Linked DNA regions of Sus scrofa: region 2 is linked to region 1. A link is a contact called in public HiChIP or PLAC-seq data. All regions are on one chromosome and are shown on one strand. Each heading gives the region's core, a stretch centred on a gene start, on an enhancer-like site or on the middle of the called end of the contact. The rest is flanking DNA. Distances are from core to core; before and after follow the strand shown. Region 1 holds the start of DCP1A (decapping mRNA 1A). Region 2 holds the start of ACTR8 (actin-related protein 8).

What was found. HiChIP or PLAC-seq counts read pairs in DNA pulled down with a chosen protein or histone mark.
Region 2: a contact with region 1 is called in an H3K27ac HiChIP or PLAC-seq map of alveolar macrophages. The contact joins the promoter of ACTR8 here to the promoter of DCP1A in region 1. A contact is called at or near these places in 1 of 5 promoter capture datasets (liver), 2 of 47 Hi-C or Micro-C datasets (heart right ventricle and liver) and 2 of 2 datasets of contacts at active chromatin or transcription factors (alveolar macrophages and skeletal muscle).

The regions. Positions count from the first base shown.
Region 1 is chr13:35,451,878-35,458,566 of Sscrofa11.1, forward strand. DCP1A (decapping mRNA 1A) reads right to left here and starts at 3,762. Exons shown (of 10, transcript NM_001244358.1): 1 at 3,624-3,762; 2 at 116-156. The coding sequence starts at 3,758.
Region 2 is chr13:35,983,256-35,989,944 of Sscrofa11.1, forward strand. It overlaps ACTR8 (actin-related protein 8), which reads right to left and starts at 3,938. Exons shown (of 18, transcript XR_002337581.1): 1 at 3,676-3,938; 2 at 536-706. SELENOK (selenoprotein K) reads right to left here. Exons shown (of 5, transcript NM_001044553.1): 5 at 6,206-6,668. The coding sequence ends at 6,665.

The DNA of each region.
Region 1 (6,689 bases), core at 2,512-5,011:
GCTGCAGCTTGGCGCAGGTCACAGCTCTGGCTCAGATTCGATCCCTGGCCTGGGAACTTCCATATGCTGCTGGGGTGGCAGAAAAACAAAAAATCATTTCTTTTTAAAAGCTTACCTTCGATATACAAATAAGGTCCCTTCTATATCAGTCTTCTCCTATAAAAGACAATGAATCAATTAGATTTTTCCCCATGATCCATCCCCAAATAGTCCCAATGGAGAAGAAATACTCTATATTTAGGATCAACTTATTTATTTAAAATTAATAACTGTTAACAGATCAAGTCTCTCCTACTCTACAAAGTACATTACCAGTTTATTTTGTATCCTTTCTATTCTACTGATGCATATTAACAGACACGAAATGTTCAATCCAGCAACACGCCTATATCTGCAGCATTTCTCCTTTCCTTTTCTTTCTTAAAATTTAAAGGAGAAAATCCTGAAAGAAGTGAAAATTTCACTTTAAAATTAAAACATTTTAGCCAAATTTCTTAATTTTAAAGCCAAGATCCAAATCAACTATAAAAGAAAAAATAAAAATCTTACAAAAAGATAAAAATAAATAAAGCCAAGATCCTGTGTATAGCAATTTCTTCAGCATTAAAGTTTATCAAAGTCAGGGAAAAAAAGAAATTTTATCTTATAGGCTACTATATTTCATCATTGGAGGATTTTGGTATTTTCATGAATAGCAAATTTTATGGTTCGTTAAGAATTACTGCCAAACACAATTAGTTTGTTATCAGAATTTTGTTGAAGAAACATGAATATTGAAACTATACTGTCTTAGTGTAATTCTTGTAGGTCTTACAAATAACTAAAAACTTTTTTTTTAAGCTTAAAGTGAACGTTTGATTAAGAAAATACAACTCATATCACCTTTCATTTGCTGTCACAAGAGTATATTTAAGTTTCAAACAATTAAAATGTTTAAAAAACAGCAAACAAGGAGTTCCTGCTGTGGTGCAATAGGATCGGTGGTGTCTCTGCAGTGCCAGGATGCAGGTTTCATCTCTGGCCCAGCGCAGTGGCTTAAAGGATCGGTGTTGCCACAGCTGTGGTGTAGGTTGCAACTGTAGCTCAGATCTGATCCCTGGCCCAGGAACTCCATGTGCCATGGGGTGACCAAAAAAGAAAAAAAAGGAAAAAAAAAAAAAAAAAGAAGAAAATACAAACATTCAAGTTCGCAGTTCAGATAGGACCTAAATACTTTAATATGGTCAACAAACTATGAGCCAACTTAAATGTTAGTTATATCAAATTGAATTTGCTGGGATGACAAAAAAATTTTTTTGGTCTTTTTAGGGCTGAACCTCTCAGGCTAGGAGTCGAATCAGAGCTGTAGCTGTCGGCCTACACCACAGCCACAGCCACAGCAACGCCAGATCCTTTAACCCATTGAGCAAGGCTAGGTGGAACCTGCGTCCTCATGGATATTAGTCAGGTTCGTTACTGCTGAGCCAAGATAGGAACTCCGAAAAAAATTGTTTTTTTAATATTTACCATCTTAATTCCTTCCAGGAGTACTGCCCTAGCTGAGATAGTATCAGGAAACTTTTCTTTCGTAAAAATTCAGAGGCTTTTTCTTGCTTTTCAAATGTTATTAGTATAAGATATGGGTAATCAACTCTCTCAGTGAAAGAAAACCTGCCCAAATAAACCACTGCGCAATCTTACAATTCAATGTAAAATTACAAAGAGAGGGAGTTCCCATCGTGGCTCAGTGGAAATGAATCCGACTAGGAACCATGAGATTGTAGGCTTGATCCTGGCCTTGCTCAGTGGGTTAAGGATCTGCCGTTGCTGTGGCTGTGGTGTGGGCCGGCCTGTAGCTCGGACTGGACCTCTAGCTCGGACTGGGAACCTCCATATGCCAAAAGTATAGCCCTAAAAAGCAAAAAACAAACAAAAAAAACAAACAGAAAAGATTTTGGCTATATGCCAAGTGTCATGATGAAATGAACAATAGCAGCTTAGTTTTTTTTCAGTTCTTGAGTTCCCGTGTGGCTCAGTGGAAATGAATCTGACCAGAATCCATGAGGATGCAGGTTCAGTCCCTGGCCTTGCTCAGTGGGTTAAGGATCCAGTGTTGCCATGAGCTGTGGTGTAGGTCATGGACCCGGCTTGGATCTTGCATTGCTGTGGTTGTGGTATAGGCCAGCAGCCAGAGCTCTGATTCGACCCTAGTCTGGGAACCTCCATATGCTGTGGGTGCAGCCCTCAAAAAAAAAAAAAAAAAAAAGTTTTTTTCAATTCAGATTATTATAACTTGTATTTCATATTTAAAGGAGAGCTCCACAGTTAAAATTCCAAAATATTATAAGTTTGTGACAAACTAGAAATGAAAGCTTGTTAGTATAAGTCCATGCCCCAAACCATTTCTCTACAATCTACCACAAATGTATATATAGAGCAGAAAAAGAAAAATGGTTCAGAACAATTTTAACTAAAGCAATGTCTAAAGAGACACATTTAAAAAAAATTTATAATTTTGTTCTCTGTGACTTCCCATACTTCCTCCTCTTCCAGGAGGTGAAGGAAAGAAGACAAAGCAAAGCAAGATTATTTTGAAAACTCCCTTCATCTGAATTAACTGTTTATTTTTGCCAAATGATTTTTCACGAAATTATCTGATTAAATATAACCCATATATCTACATTATGTTGCAAAGGGCATATTATGATAAAAATCTTTGAGTTTTGTAACTATAAAGATTTCAATTTTTACTGAAACGTGGACTTTCTTAATTCAATTCAATAAACATTTATGGATTATTTTCTAAGTAAAGGCAATAACTGAATGATTTAAGAAGTTTTACTACTAGAAAAAGGGGGGGATTACGTTATTTAAACAATGAAGGAAGCTTCAAATGGGTTAATAAGTCAGCGAACAGACCGAATGTAACTTTTCGGATTCCCTCCCATGCAGAAAAGCTAAAAAGCAATCAATCTGATAGAAGCAGTTAGAGGTGACATGAGGAGCAACACAGCTGGTGTCTTTTCAAAAGGTTTCAAGGTAACCTAATGAACGTTGAAGCCTTTTTGGTGAGTGCCTTGATATCTTTCCCAAACTCTGGAAATAGTGTAGTTCGATAAAAGTGGGACTTATCCCCATCCCCTCTCTTCCAAGAACTGAAACTAACTGGATTTCAAGCTTAAAATCCAAATAACCTCTGTGAAGGGGGCTCTTATTTGTCTGTTGCGGGGAGAGGGGGCGTGTTGACTTTACAGATTATGTATATATAATTTATCCAATAACCCTCAAAGCTCCAAACACAACCTTTTAGGTATCTGATTCCACCGGTCTCACAGGATCTTTCAATACACCTGCAAAGAAGGCAGGTCGCCCAGGACCTCTGGCGGGACCCTACTGGACTCATCCTCCTCCAATCTTCCCCCCTAGCGACTTTCCCCCCGGATGTTTAGACCTACTTCTCTTGCTAAACTCTCCAATCCCCGGCGCCACCGCTAACCCTCAAGAGCCGTCCGGCTCTTCTCCAGTCTCTGGCCTCGCCTCCGCCGCCCGGGCCTCCCCCATCTCCCCCCACCCAGGGCCGTCCGCGCGGCCCCTTTAAGAGGCGGTGGCCGGGCGGGCGACCTCGGCGGCCTAGCCGCACTCACCCACTGGTTGGCCTTGGGGCAGAAGGTGTACAACGCGACTTGGCCCGTGAGATCTGCGATGCTGGTGATGTAGGGGTCGTGTTGCTTCAGGGCCGCTAGGCTCATCTCCTGCCCAGCTCGACTCAGCGACTCCATCTTGAATTCCAGAGCCTAGCCCCTTTAGCGGGGGCGGAGTCGCGTACAGGAAAGTGCCATCGAGGCAAAGTTCCCCCAGCTGCGTCAGCGTCCTTAACTTCCGTCTCTCGGCCGGGCCTCGCGGCGGGGTCGTACGTCAGCTATTATGCTCCGCCGCGCCCACTCCCGGGGCGCCGGGTTCCGGTGTTGTGTGGTCCCACCGGACCAACAGTCCATGGTGGCGTCCACTGTCTCCTAGTGGAGCTGGCAGGCGGGGACCCATGTGCATTTTTTCCTCGCTGGCTGAAAGATCCTGGCGCCGGCATCAAAGCTGTTTGGCAGTTTCTCTGCGCTCTTGCCGGACTAAGCTCCCGTGGCCTCAAAATGAAAACCACTCTGTGACAAGGCGGGGCTCCACTGCCCATTTAGAAAGCACAGAAAAGCGGGGAGGAAGGAGGGAATCCTGAAAATTACCTCAGTCCTCGGATCTCGCTAGATCGCCACTGTTAGCAGTGTTTTCATAAAGGAAATTTTCGAAAAAAAAGAAAAAAAAAAAAGCCAAACTAACTCAGCTGTAACTTAACAGGAATGTCATATTATTCACGTTTACTCCTTATTTTCCTCGTCTGAATCCCACGCAAATCTTTCCATCCAGTGTTGGAAAGAGCCCGTGAAATCTTGAGTTTGTCATGCACCGCTTAAAGCTTAAAAACAAGAACTCATTCTTTAAGCAAACATCTGTTGCGAATTTAAGGTATTTTAAAGAGTCAGTTAAAGAGTAAAACAACGCTTAGAACATACAGGGAACTCTGCCCCCATCCCCCATTGTTAAATTATTATTTTATTTAATGAAAAAGTATGCCGATGGAATTGAAATTTTTTAAATTACTCAATGATTTCATTACATTTATAGATGTACAATGATCATCACAATCCAATTTTATTGGATTTCTATCCCACAACCCCAGCCCCCCCCCCCCAAACCATCTCCTTTGGAAACCATAAGTTTTTCAAAGTCTGTTGAGTCAGTATCTGTTCTGCAAAGAAGTTCATTCTGTCCTTTTTTCAGATTCCACATGTCAGTGAAAGCATTTGATGTTGGTGTCTCATTGTATTACTGACTTCACTTAGCATGATAATTGCTAGGTCCATCCATGTTGCTAAAAATTCTGGTATTTCGTTCCTTTTAATGGCGGAGTAATATTCCACCGTGTATATGTACCACATCTTCTTGATCCACTCCTCTGTTGATGGACATTTAGGTTGTTTCCATGTCTTGGCTATTGAAAAGAGTGCTGCAGTGAACATTGGAGTACATGTGTCCTTGCAAATCGTGGTTTTCTCTAGATAGATGCCCAGGAGTGGAATTTCTGGATCAAATGGTAGTTCTCTTTTTAGTTTTATGAGGAATCTCCATCCTGTTTTCCACAGGGGTTGCACCAATTTACAATCCCACCAACAGTGTACTAGGGTTCCTTTTTCTCCACACCCTCTCTAGCACTTATTGTTTGTAGACTTTTTAATGATGGCCATTCTGGCTGGTGTAAGGTGATATACCTCATCGTGGTTTTGATTTGCATTTCTCTAATGATGAGTGATGTTGAACATCTTTTCATGTGTTTTTTGGTCATCTGTATGTCTTCTTTGGAGAAGTGTCTGTTTAGATCTTCTGCCCATTTTTTGATGGGGTTGTTTGTTTTTTTGGTATTGAGCGGTAGGAGGTGTTTATACATTTTGGAGATTAACCCCTTGTCAGTCAATTTATTTGCAAAGATTTTCTCCCATTCTGTGGGTTGCCTTTTCATTTTGTTTAGGGTTTCCTTTGCTGTGCAGAAACTTTTAAGTTTTATTAGGTCCCATTTGTTTATTTCTGTTTTTACTGTCATTACTCTAAGAGGTGGATCTGAGAAGATGTTGCTGTCGTTTATGTCAGAGTGTTTGGCCTATGTTTTCCTCTAAGAGTTTTATAGTATCTGGTCTTATATTTAGGTCTTTAATCTATTTTGAGTTCATTTTTGTGTATGGTGTTAGGGAGTGTGCTAATTTCATTCTTTTCCATGTGGCTGTCCAGTTCTCCCAGCACCACTTATGGAACAGGCTGTCTTTTCTCCATTGTCTATTCTTGCTTCCTTTGTCATAGATGAGTTGGCTATAGCTGCGTGGGTTTAATTCTGGACTTTCTCTCCTGTTCCACTGACCTATATTTCTGTCTTTGTGCCAGTGCCGTATGGTTTTGATGATTGTTGCTTTGCAGTATAGTTTGAGGTCAGGGCACCTGATTCCTCCAGCTCCATTTTTCCTTTTCAGGATGTCTTTGGCTATTCTGGGTCTTTTGTGCTTCCAAACAAACTTTAAAATATTTTGTTCTAGTTCTGCGAAAAATGTCCTTAGTAATTTGATAGGGATTGCATTGAATCTGTAGATTGTCTTAGGTAGTATAGTCATTTTGATAATATTAACTCTTCCAATCCAAGAGCATGGTATATCTTTCCATCTATTTGTGTCGTCTTTGATTTCTTTCATCAATGTCTTACAGTTTTCAGAGTACAGGTCTTTTGTCTCTTTAGGTAGGTTTACTCCTAGGGATTTTATTCTTTTGGATGTGATGGTAAACGGGATTGCTTCCTTAGTTTCTCTTTCTGATCTTTCGTTGTTGGTATATTGAAATGCCGTTGATTTCTGTGTATTAATTTTGTTTCCTGCTGACTTTGCCAAATTCATGGATGAGCTCTAACAGTTTTCTGGTCAAGTCTAGGATTCTCTAGGTATAGTATGTCATCTGCAAATAGTGATAGTTTTACTTCTTCCTTTCCAATTTGGAGTCCTTTTATCTCTTTTACTACTCTGATTGCCGTGGCTGGGACTTCCAAAACTATGTTGACTAATAGTGACGAGAGTGGGCAGCCTTGTCTTGTTCCTGATCTCAGTTGGAATTCTTTTTTTTTTTTTTTT
Region 2 (6,689 bases), core at 2,688-5,187, 530 kb after region 1:
GGTTGCTGTGAGCTGTGGTATAGGTCACAGATGCGGCTCAGATCCCGCACTGCTGTGGCATAGGCCAGCAGTTACAGCACTGATTCGACTCCTAGCCTGGGAACCTCTATATGCCATGGGAGTGGCCCAAGAAATGGCAAAAAGGCAAAAAAATTAAAAATAAAAATAAAAAAAATGTAAACTCTAAGTATCTGGAAGATAAAATACGGCATGTGACTAATAGACACCTGAATGCATCAATTTAAGTGAGTTATGATTTTGTATTTTCAACTAACAATCACCTTCATCAATACCCAATTCACCTTGATGGGTTAAAAAACTGGGCTTACTTTTGTTAAAATTATTTCTGTACACTCTACAATTGCTAGCTCAGATAAAAAATGGTATTTATAACCCTGAATGATGTTGGTATTTTAAAATACACTAAAGCTATGAAGACATTGTTCAAGATTACAGTGCACAATGAGTATCTAAGCCCTCCCAAGGAGACAACCCTTGGCTTTCTCTCCAGGTCCTCCCTTTCTGACTTACTTACATTTAGTCCTTCCCTTAGGAGCCAGTTGTCCTTATATAGAGGCTGCCCTTGTTGTTTATGTCTTCGTGCAATGACGTGAGGAATGCTGGCAGGAAGCGTGTCTGTGGCTCGACCAATCCTCAGAGTTGTTGAACCTGGATGTATGACAACGATGAAGTTGCTCTGGATTTGCTGCAAATATAAACATAGAAGTGTGACTTTAGTAAATGACATGCAGATAACAAATTAAATAACAGAGAGCTAACTGTCAAGACTAAGAAGTTAGTTTCCAGTAGTGACTATCAGACTCAAAGTATCAAAATAACTTAGTCAAGGGAGTTCTCTGAAAGGCTTCCAATTACTGCTCTGCTTGAATGAAAACTCATTTTATATCTGTGTTCCCGAGATCTGACTCATGGTACATAGGTCAACAGATATTTGTTTAAATGAATGAAACCTAATTACCCAGGGCAAATTAACCTATGCTTTTTGGGTATTTCTGTGCCAAACACCATGGGTACAATGGTGACCAGTTCAAAGTCCCAACTGCCAGAGAACTTTTCATTTACTAGGAAAGACAGTTAAAGAAGGAATAAGAGTATGGGGAACACCATATTTCATGAAGTGCTGTGTTCCCTAAATCTGAATCACCTAAAGATCCTGTTTAAAAAAAAAAAAAAAACCTCTGAACCTTCACTATAAATTTTCTGATTCAGAATCTCCAGGCAATTTCCACAGTGTGGTGCGTATCACATCCACCTCACAGAATCTCCAGGGAGAGAGAGCGTAAGAACCTGCAATTTACAAAAGACCCTGAGATAATCAGTATGACTGATCGGATATGATAGCACTGTTTGAGAGGGTAAGGGAAGAAATTAAGAGAATTGCTGTTTTGTAATGCTGGAAAGTAAGGCTTTATACATGGACCACTTCTGAGGATATTCATAAACTGTGTTTTGGTCACTGTCTTTAAAAACACTTTACTTTTATCAGTTCTCTGCTTTTTACCTAATGTGGCAAGAGTTTGGGATTAAAAAGCCAGAGTTCATGATTCCATCCTCGTGGGTCAGAAAGCTTTGCTGCATGTCACCATCCTTTCTTGGAAGACAGTGAACAAAGACTGACACAAATCAGGACAGTGGCGTGATGGCTGCGGGCTTTTAGATCCATAATTCTCAAGGGGGCAGAATTTAACCTGAATCACTGGAGAACCTTTACTACACAGACCTGCTGAGAGACCCAGAGTTTCAGGAGGGGTCAGGAAAGAAGGGACTCTGACAATCCCTTTGACAACAGGATGCCTCTGTGGAGAACCATCTTCCCAGCATGACTCCTCAGTCAGCAACTACTCTGCCCTGCCCTTAAGCTACAGCTGTGTCTTCTTGGCTTGTATCCATGTAAAATATTTGCCTAACTTACAGACAAGATACAGTACAGAAACTTCAAGATCAAGACCCTGCCTATTCTCTAACCTTCTTCTAGAGCCAATTCCTTTTCAGTTTCTTTAATCTTTCTACTCCAGGTATCTCCTGATTTCTTAGCTCACCAGGCTGACATTCAGGCCTTCACAAAGGTAATTCCCTTTGCCAGTAATATTCTTTCTCTCTGTTAAATCTTAACCCTTCCTTCAGGTTTGAGGATAAACGTCACCAGACCAGGTTTGTTTGACATCCTACAATGTAATATTATGGCTTTCCTTTTTATGACACTTGGCATTCTTGTATTATTTACTGTCTGTTCTCCCAGCAGACAAAACCTTCATGTAAGAAGGGACTACTGGAGTTCTTTGGTGGCACAGTGAGTTAAGGATTTGGCACTGTCACTGCTGTGGCAAGGGTTCAATCCCTGGCCTGCAGGCACAGCCCAAAAAAAGGGTGGGAGGGGACGACTACTGTCTTATTCACTATTCTATGCATGACACACAGGAGCCTACAGCCTAGTAAGTATTTGTTGAACGGCGATGGCACCACTTCTACACGGTATGGTGCCATGCAATATAGTTCTCAGGATTTTGTGTGCTATGGCAGGCAACATTTATGTAGCAGACTGAGTTAAAGAGATGAGGCTGCTTGCTATTAGGGACACCTGTACCTCATTAATGGTACACAGGTTGCAGCATGCTGACTGGGAAGCTTCGGGGGAGTAAATGTAGTTTTCTAAAGTGTGGACAAACACTTGTTAATATATCTACTTTGATGTAACAGAAAATAAGGAGCTAGTACATCCCTCTCATCATTTCCTGAATATTACTGCTTTATGTAAGAGTGAATAAAAAAGTTTCTCAACAAGTAGTGGTATAGGTACCACAGATATGGAAAATCCAAAAGGTGTTATATAACTAATGGCAGTTCAGCAAATGTTGCTATACTGCCTAAGGGTCTAGGCTCTGGATTCACAGATCTGAAGTCAAATTCAGACTGTGCCACTTCCTTGCTCTGGATGAAGTTCCTACCTCAGGGAGTTATTGTGAGGATTAAATGAGTTAATCATGTAGCTCTTCCAAAATTCTCCACTACCTTCAGAAGAGGCCAGACTCTGGATTATATGACCCCAATGATACTGCCCCTGTTATGATCTCCAATCTGTCTTGCTCCCTTCTTCCTCAATTCCACACATCTTGAGCTCCACCATTTCAAAAGCTCTCTTGGCTCAAGTGTCTAGCACGCTGTTAGTTCAGGTGTCACCTCCATTGAAGAAACAGTTCCTGACCGTGAGGCCTGGAGGAGATACATGCTGTGTACCCAATACTTCGCCCTGCGGTCCTATGCACTTGCCCATCCTACAGCATACCCTAATACTGCCCTACTCTCTCCTCACAAAGCGGGAGAGTCCTAAACGGTGGTAAATGGCAAGGCCCTTACCCACCATCCAGTCTGCCCCCTCAGCTGACTGGGAAGGTGACAGCCCTGTCCTGGTTTTAGGGCCGGGGAGGCTGGCGGTCGCACAGCCGCTGGTGGACGTGGGCAGTGGGACGCAGTCAGTTACTGGGCCGTCTGCCCTGTAGCCCCCGAGCCTGCGAAGAAAGACCTCCCGCACCACCCACGAGGGTAGGGGCCCGGAACCTCGCGTCAGAAACGAGCCAGCTTCCTCCCCTTGTTCCGCTCCGCGGCCTTCCGCCCCCGCCCAGAAGCCGAGTCCCAGGCCCGCCCCCAGCGCCCCACCTCCTGTAGCGACTCCGGCACCAACGCGGGCACGATGGGTCGCTTCACGCCGCGCTGTTCCTTCTCCTTTTCCCCACCCTTCTCCTTTCCGTTCTCTGCGTCCCCTTTCTCCGCCTGGGTCATCTTGGCCGCGGACGCCTCCCTAGCTCGAGCCTCAGGGTCGCGCCCCGGACTGGCAAAAACAAGCTTCCACAAGAAGGAGCAACCTCCCAGCGACCCGCCCACAGCCAAGATGGCCTCCGGGAGTCGGCCCAAAGGCTTCTGGGAAAGCGGAAGGGCGGAGCTGTCCGGAGGAGGGCGGGGTGAGCTGGATTGGGTGGATAATGGATGCTGTGATTGGTCCTCGCTGTAGCTTGCCCGCCGCGGACTTGTTTTGTTTTGCGTGCTTGCTGTGGAGCAGCTACTAGCTGCTCCTTTCGTCCTCTTACGTGTGCCCTCTCAGACGCCATCCATAATACAAGTTCCCTCCGTACATCACTGGCTGTGCTCTGATACTAGGATTTTTTTGGAGTTAGGGCTCCTATGTACTCCTTAGATCACTTTATCCAGTTTCATAGCTTTAAAGAATGAAGATAGCTCTCAAATATGTATTTCCAGTTTGGATCGTTCCCAGAGATCCAGACTGGTAAACAACCGCTTATTTAGGATCTCCACTTAGATATCTACAAAGCATTGCATTAAATATAGCCAAAATGGAACTCTTTATCCCCACCTCCTGAAAAATGTTGACTTCCACATTCACCATCTCAGTGTTTCACTGTTTCTTCAGTTGTCTACATCTACATCAAGATCTATCAACAAATCCATTTCTCAAATGTCTTGAATGCCTCCATTCCTACTGCCACTACTTAATGCAAGTCTCACCTGGACCAGCACATCTTCTAAAGCCAATTCACTGCTTCCAGCCTTGTTCTGCGATCTTTCAGAGTTGCCCACCTGTCACCTTTTAAAATATCATGAAGACAATCAATACTAAGGGTACTCAGCACTTCGCTTGTTATTATCAATTAGTTAACTCGAACAGTAGTTAAACCTATGCTTTAAGCTCTCATGCTTTCCCTTCGGTGATGAAACGGAATCTAAACCAACCACAGCCTGTAAGGCCATGCTTAATCAAGCTCCCACTTCATATCTAACTTCATGCTCACACCTCTCTCCCCCTCTTTAGGCATTTCAAGCTACATGCTTTCTTTCAGCTTCTCAGACATGCCATCATTGGGCCATCAAACTTGCTGTCCCTCAACATATTCTATCTCAACTCAAATGTCACTTCAGAGAGGCCTCCCCCTTAAGCCTCCTGTCAACTTACTCCATTTGAAGCAGGAATTAAGTCTGCACTTATTTCGTCTGCTCTGTGTTTCCCACACTAGAAAGTAAGCCCCATGAGAAGAGGGACTTTATTTGCCAATTGTCTCTAGCACATGGTAGATGCCCAATAAGCATTTATTGATTAAATACTGCTGAGTAAAGAACCCCGGGGTAGGAATATAATCCCATTTTACAGATGAGTAAACTAGGATAGAATGACATAACTCACTCATTGAATAGCAAAGATGTGAACACAAGCTACTCCAGGGCCTATGTTCTGCACTACAGTCCCTGACATATAGAGTGAGACAGCTAAATGTCCAACGAAATCAGGACTCTAGGAAAAGCCCTAAGAAAGAATTCTTGCAGCAGCAGTCCAGAGAGGCAAAAGTCATGGGTCACGTCCACAGGGAAACTATCACCTAATGAGACCACCCTGATCTCCCCCACTGCAGTCTTAGGTGGAGGTCTGACAGAATGACTCTGCCATTTCACTAGCCATAAAATCTAGGAAGTTACAAAATTTGAGTGAGTCCTTGCATGTATCTGTATAATGCAAACATCACCTACCTACCTCAGTGTGTAGGTGATAACACATAAAAGACATAATGTTTAACACAAGCCTGAGTGATCCATAGACTGTCTTTATTATCTTTACCCTTAAATTTGTGTTATAATTGCCTCTTCCCTTATCTTTGAAGATCACTACAACATATTACTACATCCCCACTTCCTGGCAAACAGGGTTAAATTAATACTTATATATGGATAAAAAATGCTTTTACCTGAACACTTTGGTTTCAAATATTGCTAAACACAAAGTAGAATTATCTGTATTATTCATTTTCTCATAAATATTTCAGTGCATATTACATGTGGCGACTGTTCAAAGCACTAGGGTAAAAAAAGAGTCCCTAACCTCATGGAGCTTCCACTCTAGTGTAAGAATGAGAGTTACCAGCATTCAGATGGGGTTAAAGCCAAAAGGCAGTGTATTAAGCAATGACTTAAGAAGTAAAATCGGTCAAGACAGCACTGAAGTCCATGATTTTAAAAATTACCTAGCAAATCTACATTCTGTAGCTCACCTTTGTTGGTTATGGTTTTATAAATACCCTGATAATTATATATGGTAGCAAATAAGATGCACTGTATTACAGACCCATGGGACAAACAGGTTTTAAGATAAAAATTAATTCAAGAGCACTGATACCATATGCATACTACTGAAATAAATACAATGTGATTTATTTATAAATGAGAACAAGAAAACACAATGAACAGTATTTCGGAAGTTCAAAAAGGTGACACTAACAGTACTCAATACATAGCCTTTTATTTTTCTTCAAATTTGGAGCCTTTTGTATTTTAATCATATAAAGATGAGAAGTCAGTTTTGTAACCTAAAAATATTTACTTATTAAAACTATATTAATACTTTCATAAATGATACAAAGATGAGACAAAAATGTGCATTTATAGAACTGCATTATCAGTCATGCCAGATCCCCGTGGAGGGAATTCCCAGCAAGACCTCATTCATCTGTGAGGACACAGAGCAATCCTTGTTGAGACATACACATTCATCTAACTTGTCCAGCGTGGTCATCACTCCATTTCTTGATGGTTTCCTTCTGCTAGAAATGTGCATGTCTAGTTGTCTGCTTCTTAGAGCAGACATTTACCTAAAGAAAATGTTATAATAG